Linked DNA regions of Zea mays: all the other regions are linked to region 1. A link is a contact called in public Hi-C data. All regions are on one chromosome and are shown on one strand. Each heading gives the region's core, a stretch centred on a gene start, on an enhancer-like site or on the middle of the called end of the contact. The rest is flanking DNA. Distances are from core to core; before and after follow the strand shown. Region 1 holds the start of LOC100282989. Region 2 holds the start of LOC100283315. Region 3 holds the start of LOC103650550 (serine/threonine-protein kinase EDR1).

Region 1 (2,817 bases), core at 166-2,665:
TAAATATAGCCTAATTATAAAACTAATCACATATATAATGAAGAATAAAATACGAGACAGATTTATTAAACTTAATTAAGTCTATATTTAATACTCATATTTGAAATTCAAACATTTGATTTGGCACAAACTAAACTTTAGTCAAGAGAACCAAAACCATAGACTTATCTTTGTGTAATAGAAAAAGCTAGAAATTGGATTTCAAATATGTAGACCTAGTTTTTTCCCTATAAACTAGCTTCATAAAATTGGGATATAAACCAGTTTTATAAAGTTGTGGTGCTTCCAAATAAACCCTTAGTTTTAGGGATGGTTGGCGTGTAGCCGTGTGCCTTTCTGGTTGGGGCATATCACTTCCTCCCTCCTGTTGCCGGCTATGAAGTCTGTTTTGAAAACTCTAAGCATAGGATAAGATGTTTGCATGCTAATTAAAATTATTAAATATAATCTAATTACAAAACTAATTATATAGATACAAACTAAACAACCAGACAAATCTAATTTGTCTATGATCTGTGCATGTGATACAACAATAAATACTTGCTAATAATGGATTAATTAGGTTTAATAAATTTATCTTGCTATTTAGTTTTATATGCATAATTAATTTTGAAACTAGACTATATTTAATATTTATAATTGGTATTTAAATATTTGATGTGACATGCTGAACACCCCTATAATATGCTTGAGGCGTGTCCCCTGTTTCTGCCAAACAAGAAGCAAATAAGAAGGGGATGGACTCCGCTACTTTGGAATTAGGTATGACAACTGGTATATATTTATTGGGTAGTATCGTCCTATATTTATATCCATGAAAAGAAATTTTACGTGCCAAGTTATCCATATCTGCTCGTGGTCTTCTAGAATCTTATCTATATGTTACTTGTTGTGTAACTAAAAATAGTATTAAATCCTAACATACCAATCCCACAAAAACGTTGAATTTAAAATAAAACAAATCATATAATTACATATAAATAAATTTATAGTTCACAAATGATAACTAGAGAATGATTTTTTCTTTTAGCTAAGATGGACTCGAGTGGTATGATACGAGTAGATTTTACTTAAAGTTATACAGGTATCGATAATACCCATTTGTACTATACCTGTCTATCCGATGGATAGAGTTTTTTACCTACTAATATATTCATGGATAGAGAAATTATTTTATACCCCGGATTAATATTGGGTAAAATCCATCTGATATTCACGTTTCAAGTATCTATTATCATCTCTATCTGGAATTCATCCAGGACGTTTGGCCCGAGCGGTCTAGCAACCATTCCCAGACGGTGGGTTTTGTGGGCCTTTTATTGTTACCCGCCCTGTTTGTGCTCGGCCCTGATATGTGCTTATACTTGCTCTTTAGTTAGTCTGACTGTTGCTCCTCTCTCTCTCTCTCCCTCTCCATTTGGGTCCCCCTTCTCTTTCTCATGGCGGCGGCGGCGGCGTCGACGCCGCAGGGAGTGGCGGAGCGGCGGGGCATCCCGGCAGCGGCCTTCGTTGAGGACGTTGAGGCCTACCTCCGCCAGGTCGGGCTCGACGTCAATTCCGCGCTCGCTTTTCTCCAGGAAAGGTGAACAGAACTCTCAAAAACTTTGGTACGGTGGTAGCCTAGGGATCTCGTTAGGCTGCGGAGCGCGCTTGATTCGGGAGTAGCGTACTGGTACCGCTGGCCTTGCGCCTGTAGTGTCGGACACGATCTGGATCCACTGTGCGAGCACCTCCGACACGTAGCTTTTGGAGAAGAGATGTGGCTGCTATGTTCGGATGCTAACTGCGCGTTTGTGGCTTGTGATAGTGGTGTTTGCTGACCAGATTACGACTGCTAGTAATCGAATTGGCTGGTTCTGGGTTTCTGCGGCGTATTGGACATCCTAGCCCGGATTGCTGCGAGTTGCGAATCTCGATACCCCTTCGCAGGGTCCAATTTGTTTCAAGCCATTTGCCTCTAGTTTTGGAGCACCTTTTGTTTTACTACTTGTTTGGTGCATATGCTGTGCTTACTTGGTCCCTTACTCAGCTACCATTTATGGCTTGGACACTACCGTTTTGCAATTTGCAATGGTCGCTCCTTTTGTTTTGGTTCTAACGTGCTTGCTGATTATGTAGTTTGATAGTAGGAAAGAGCATTTGGTGCTAGTATTTGCACAACATAAGAAAAAGATAATTCTAGTTGGTTGTGGTGGTAATCTGGGTTTATTCTCTGAGACACTTTTTTTTTGGAAAACTTACTGTCTTGTGGATTTATATCGCTTGGTCTATTTTTTTATCTTTCATAAAGCATTACCTTTCCATCCATTCAACATTTCTTCTTAAAAAAAATGTGAACTTCTGAATGTACCCCTGTTTACTACGAAGTGGACATTGCATTTATAATATGTTCTGTTTTCTTTTATTATAGCAGTATCTTTAAGCAATGTCTGTGACTAAATGGGTCATATTTAGTTTCTTTTGTAGTTATGAATGAAATACTGAATCTTAAAATTGCAAACTCTTCCATGAGCTGCCCGATAAATGAGTGGAAGGGCTATGTCCAGTCATTAGGCAATGTTCATTCCATATTGGTTGAACGTTGTGTGAGGTGTTACTTGCTTTGAAAGAGTCATGGCTCAGCTGATATCCTTGACCAGTACAACAGGCCATAAATATATATCCAGTGATTCCTTTCTAATTCCATTGTCTGGGTACTGAACTTGTGACCATTATCTGATGCCAGACCCGACAATACTGAGTGCTGGGACATGAGGAGAAACATAACATGTGCTTTTCATGTTTCCATCTATTGCGCTTATTTCGAGGAGAAACATA
Region 2 (2,817 bases), core at 130-2,629, 240 kb before region 1:
TTGTGGGAGCATTGACTTCATGGTTTTAGTTTCTTCAACTGGTAGAAAGCACTTATAACGCTTCCCCTCATGACTAGCCATTGGTACCGATTCCTGACCATTCTCCTGTTGAATACACCATAATCATCTCTAGTTAGGATGAAAGGGATTATTGCCTGAATTATGCCAAGCAGTAATTTCTAGAGCAAAAATGAAAAATGGAACACTCAAATACATTTTTTCCTGAAAACGTGAAATTCAAACGATTTAGCATAAACATGGTAACTTTACATTGAGTCGATTGTCTTTTGCACGCAATGACCAGCTGTGGTAAAGTCAAGAATGTATATATATATGAAAAATTATTTCTACTTCCGGTAGTAGCTACACCCACATGTATATCACAAAATTTATGATGCATATGCTCCGATAAAGTGTATATATATGAAGTATATGATCATACTAAACTATCTGGGATGTCAAGTATACATAAAGTATGTGGTTGTACTTATTTTATATACTACTAGGTTAATATTATAATATATTAAAAAATATAGTCTCCTTTATTTTTTTCATGTAGTAAGATTTCTAGTATCCTATACAAATAAACAAACTGATAAATGTACCCATATGCAAGATGGTTTATTAAAGTTAGGAGTAAATATAGATTAGGAAAAATGTGTCCTATATATATAAGCATTGAAAATTGCCGGTAAACTTCAAGTAGTTTCAATTTAAGTTCACTAGTAGAACCTAATAGCTATACAACAAGCCGGCCACATATAACCAGCAATGAAATTGAGTAAGAACAAAAGAAAGCTCTTGCTTTGTTACAAACAAGGATCGGAAGGACAAACCCCTTAGAAATCTTACTGGATGGAATGGCGAATCAACAGGATGGAACTCGACGCGGTACCTTGGCTCACGCGAACTTCGCCCAAATGGCAAACCTGGCGATCAACACCCAGTTAAGCTCGCTTCCAGCGCATATCAGTGTTGAACAAAAGGAAACCTAAGAGCATGTAAGACTACAAACCAGCCCTCGATCCATATGCGCACTTAAAGGCGAAGTCTTTTGAACCATACTACTACAGGCCGCTAGATCTGCGAAAGAATTTGTAGTATATGGGTACTAGCCACTAGATCGCCACCAGCATCGACCTACAGCCTTTGAATTTTCGATTCGACGACAGAAATCATCAAGAGACATCGACGAAGCGGTGGATTCATTGGGGTTTGGGGAGGAGACGCAGAGAGGGTAGTGGTATTCAATGGCGCTCACCTGAAGTGGTGAAGATCTGGTCGTTTGCTACAGTGCGAGCGACCAGGAAGAAGAGCAGGACGGATACCCGGCCGGCGAAGTCCATCGGAGGTGGCAGGTGGGTCTTGGCAGCTCTTCGAGACCCCTTCCGTAACGTCAGTGAAGTTTAGCCTAGAGTGCAGAAAAACTTAACTTTACGAATGTCCCATCATTTTACAAGCTATGTGCTGGTACGTTGTTAAGGGATTTAAAAATTAATATAAAATATAAATTTGGTATAGAAAATTTATGTGATAAAATATGATCGTAATACTAATATTATATTGATGATATAAATATATAATATTATTATAAATACGTTGACTCAACACAAAATTTAAAAAACATAAGTTGTTCTATTTCAGCAACTTCATGTGTTCTACACCTCCACACAATCATATTTAATTTCTATAAAAATAATTTAATATTATAATGAATATATGATCTACATATTATATTTTAAACTTATATTTTAAACTGATAAATAATAAATATTTCATTTTATCTTAGCCAAAAGGCTGAGAAAGGTATGGGTTGAAAAAGGAGTTTGACCTTTTTTATAGGTTGCTCAATATCTTTTGAGCGATACAACGCTTGGGACTTCCCGTCGTATTAAGATTGGGTGGTTTCTCAAGGTCCTCTGCGGTGTAATGATTCATTGCTACACGAGAAGCGAGGAAGAGGAACAAAGCTACGCGTTTCGTACATGACGCACATAAGCGAGAAAGAAGAACAGACTTACACGACTTACACGTTTCGCACATAACTTATGGCAACTACTCCATGGTCATCAAAGCAATACACCGTTCATTCAGGAATCAGGATACATGTCAGCCATCACAACACACCAATGCAACATATCATTCGAATCACAATCTCACGCTCGCAACACCGATGGTGAACAAATAGTGTTATGGTGAGACAAAGGCTAAAGAAAAGATCTGATATACTTGTAAAAAAACTTGACTCATAATCTCACACCCTCAACACCAATGACGAACAAACATTGTTATAGTGAGACAAAGGCTAAAGAACGTCTATTCACACTTCGAACAGAGTGCAATATTTCCATGTTATTTGCGCAAACGAAAATATTCGCATCTTACACTTTGAACGTAAGTAGCTTGTGATTTCTATTACATTTCATAGGGGTCGTGAAGAAATCAAGGAGTACAGAAAGCAAAATCGAGAAGGCTGAGAAGAGCCTAGGTACGTAAAGGCCATCAATGACATCACTCAAGCTTTTCAAGGCATCAGCTCCATCATGCAAGAAGTGGTTTACATGTAAAGGCCATTTGATATGTACCAGGTAAAGGGCGAGGTCCAGCTGGCACATGAAAATTTTAGTGCTTCCATACATCTGTATCTACAAATAGTACATTCCATTTCAGCCGGGAATCCAGTCTACCAAGAATTCTCCCCCTGATTGTCCCAAAATATAGTCAACATGGTTGCAAATTCTAAAAAATATTAACCACACATATCAATACTTAGGGCTTGTTCGATTACGGGTGGATTGAGAGGATTTTTAGACTATC
Region 3 (2,817 bases), core at 183-2,682, 130 kb before region 1:
GTTTTTGGAGGGAATATACTGTTGCTGAGCGAGGAGTGCAGTATTGGGAAGCCACATGCCAAACTTGACAGCTGAAAGGGATTGGTCCACGGATTGGCTACTTTGGGAGTTCTTTTCCGTCTAAAAATCGTCAACAGAAAATATCAGTACTAGTCTATCTCTATATATGACTCGTGAGTAAAAACCCGCTCATGATTATCTATGGAATTCCAGGTTATTTCGGTGTGCAAGGCCACAACATTATTTCTCATGCTTAACACCGATAAAAAATAAAGTTGTACAACCAGTTGGTGTTTCTGAGAAAAATCCATCGATTGAAACTATAATCAGGACCTGCAAACTTTGGTCCAATTTAAGGCGTAAACACGAACATGGCAGAAAGCTTTGTTTGGAGAAAGGCACAGGGGTTACTAAGTACTAACTACTGTAGTGTTTTTTTTTTCTATCCTTCTCTTTTCTTTCTTTCTTTCTTTCTTTCTTCGTGTTCTTTTTCTCTCCATACTTTTGTGGTGTACTGCAGTCTAGTATCCGATTAAGCATTAAAATCAAGCCAGGGCGTGAAAAAGAGATTAGTCAGAGCTTTACCACATCTCCTTTGTCTTTTACATCTTGCTTGATTATTGGTAGGTAGAGTTAGATATGGGCATGGCTAGATGTTCTGTTGAGAAGTATATACACCACATGAAAAAGGTCACACTAGCAACAAACACAAGGGAAGAAAAAGTTGACCAAAATTTATGGCATGCAAGCATACACTTCCAGACAGTTGAGTGCTAATCAATTGGCACCCACAAAGGACCTACAACAAGAAAAGCAAACCATATAAATGCCCACCAAAAAGGAACTCCAAACTTGCAACACATAGTCATATAGATCTAGACGGTTAAAAGCCAAGAACTAACCATAAATCCATCCTAAAATTGTAGCAACAGTAGGTGATAATAAGAGCTCCTTTGGAACACATAATTTTCTTCACAGAAATTAGTTTAAAAACATAGAAAAACACACAAAATTCGGGAAATATTCTTTTATTCCAGAGTGGCATAAAACGTCTTTGATGTGTAGTAATACACCAACCAATACCAATTCACTAGTTGCTAATATTTTCCCTCGTTACGATACATAGCAAGGGAGGTGACTAGGAACAGAGATAGCGCCTGTTGGCACTGGCAATAAGGTAGGTAGATAGGAACAGGGACAACGCCTGTGTGGATCAACACAACACCCAAGAAAATATAGAAAAGAAATCGAAAAATGGGTACAAAATATGTTGGCAAGGCTCCAAATATCAAACAAAAACTAAGACTAGATGTAAAATGCCACTATAGCAACCTGGCAAACAGCCTCAGCAATTTTTTTATCACCAAGTTCACCAATCACTAGGGAACATTATAAAGAACACCTCATGCTATTTTCACCGGATCTCATATTTCATCTACTATTTAATTTTTTCGTTTTAAACTTAACTGAACAAACAGTATTACAATACGTGGAGACAGTCTCACTTCCCTCCATATTCTATATGACATAACTTTTTTCTCTCTCTATCATTTATTCTACCAATTATTATTACTTGTGTTTATTTTATTCATTCAATCTCCATCCGGATGCGTCATGCGTGTGTGTGACTTGTGAGAGAGACAGATTCCACAGCAATTTGCTCCCCTTCCACGCACAGGTCAAGAACCGCTCCCCAGAAAAGATCGTATTTTTCATCGATTCAACCGGTTTCTGTACGGGAAATCGCTGCTGGAGATCTCAGAGAACCGGAAGCTCGGAGCTTTTGCTCCGTTTGCGTCGAATCTGCCTTGGGAGCGGATAAAGGAGCGGCCTTTCGAGCTCGTCGGAGCCGCCCCTGAGGAGGCGAAAGGGGACGCGGCGGCGGCGCCATCAGCTGTAGGGCGCTCGTGGAAGTCGGTGAAGCCGGTGGTTTGAGGACGAGGTGGCCTCGGTGGTTTCGAGGAAGCCACCCACTGCCGCGGCGGGGATGGACTCCAGCGGGGAGGAACTCCTGAAGAAGATCCGGGAGCTGGAGGTTGGGCAGGCGCAGCTCAAGCAGGAGATGTCCAAGCTGATACCCGGCGCCGTGGAGCGGCGGCGCTCGCAATCCGTCTCGCCGCGGCGCGGCGCGCCGGTGCCACCGCCGACCAAGGCGAAGGCGGGGCCACCAGGTAGGCTGCTGTCCGGGGGATTTGAGGGCGGGCAGCGTGCGTGGGCCCGTGGGTCGGCGTCTTTCCCGCACTCATCGCCGCTGCATCGGGAGGGCCGGGCCACGGGCGCTGGAAATGGTAGCACCAGCGCTAGGCTGCCTGAGAGGCAGTACTCCAGGGTGCTGCAGTCACTGGGGCATTCCGTCCACATTCTTGACCTCGATGGGAGGATCATATACTGGTTAGATTTCTGGCGCTTCACCTTTTTTTACTTGCTTGACTGCAACTTGGGAGATTGACAAACATTCGAGGAAATGCAGTAGTCATGCTGGTTAGATATGTTGATTGTAGTGCCTGAAATGGAGTAAGTGGCCACATATACGAGTTGTGACCAAAATGAAATTTATTTGAACCTCTTGCGATAGCAATCCTAGAATCTTAAGCAATTCTTGTGTGCCATTTTTATCTATCAGTAAACATGCGATAGAGGTTGCAGTGGGATAGTGCAAATGACAATCGGTTACATTGTTGGCACTCTATATAACCCTAGCTCTGTAAGGATGTGCTGTTACATATTATCTTATCGATGCGAAGTAAAAGTAAGGAAATGCTAGATGGGATGCCTAGACTTTAGCTGGTTCTGGTGACGAGCTTGTACCCTAAAGTT

The links. Hi-C and Micro-C count contacts between places; a contact is called where the count stands out from the background.
Region 2: a Hi-C map of ear shows a contact between it and region 1, with 2.3 times the contacts expected there. The contact joins the promoter of LOC100283315 here to the promoter of LOC100282989 in region 1. A contact is called at or near these places in 2 of 25 Hi-C or Micro-C datasets (ear and tassel).
Region 3: a Hi-C map of leaf shows a contact between it and region 1, with 9 times the contacts expected there. The contact joins the promoter of LOC103650550 here to the promoter of LOC100282989 in region 1. A contact is called at or near these places in 7 of 25 Hi-C or Micro-C datasets (bundle sheath, ear, leaf and 1 more) and 2 of 3 datasets of contacts at active chromatin or transcription factors (leaf and seedling).

The regions. Positions count from the first base shown.
Region 1 is chr3:130,171,545-130,174,361 of Zm-B73-REFERENCE-NAM-5.0, reverse strand. It overlaps LOC100282989, which reads left to right and starts at 1,415. Exons shown (of 6, transcript NM_001155893.2): 1 at 1,415-1,582. The coding sequence starts at 1,440.
Region 2 is chr3:130,411,074-130,413,890 of Zm-B73-REFERENCE-NAM-5.0, reverse strand. LOC100283315 reads right to left here and starts at 1,379. Exons shown (of 8, transcript NM_001156217.2): 1 at 1,262-1,379; 2 at 853-929; 3 at 1-105. The coding sequence starts at 1,346.
Region 3 is chr3:130,305,669-130,308,485 of Zm-B73-REFERENCE-NAM-5.0, reverse strand. It overlaps LOC103650550 (serine/threonine-protein kinase EDR1), which reads left to right and starts at 1,432. Exons shown (of 13, transcript XM_008676128.2): 1 at 1,432-2,391. The coding sequence starts at 1,988.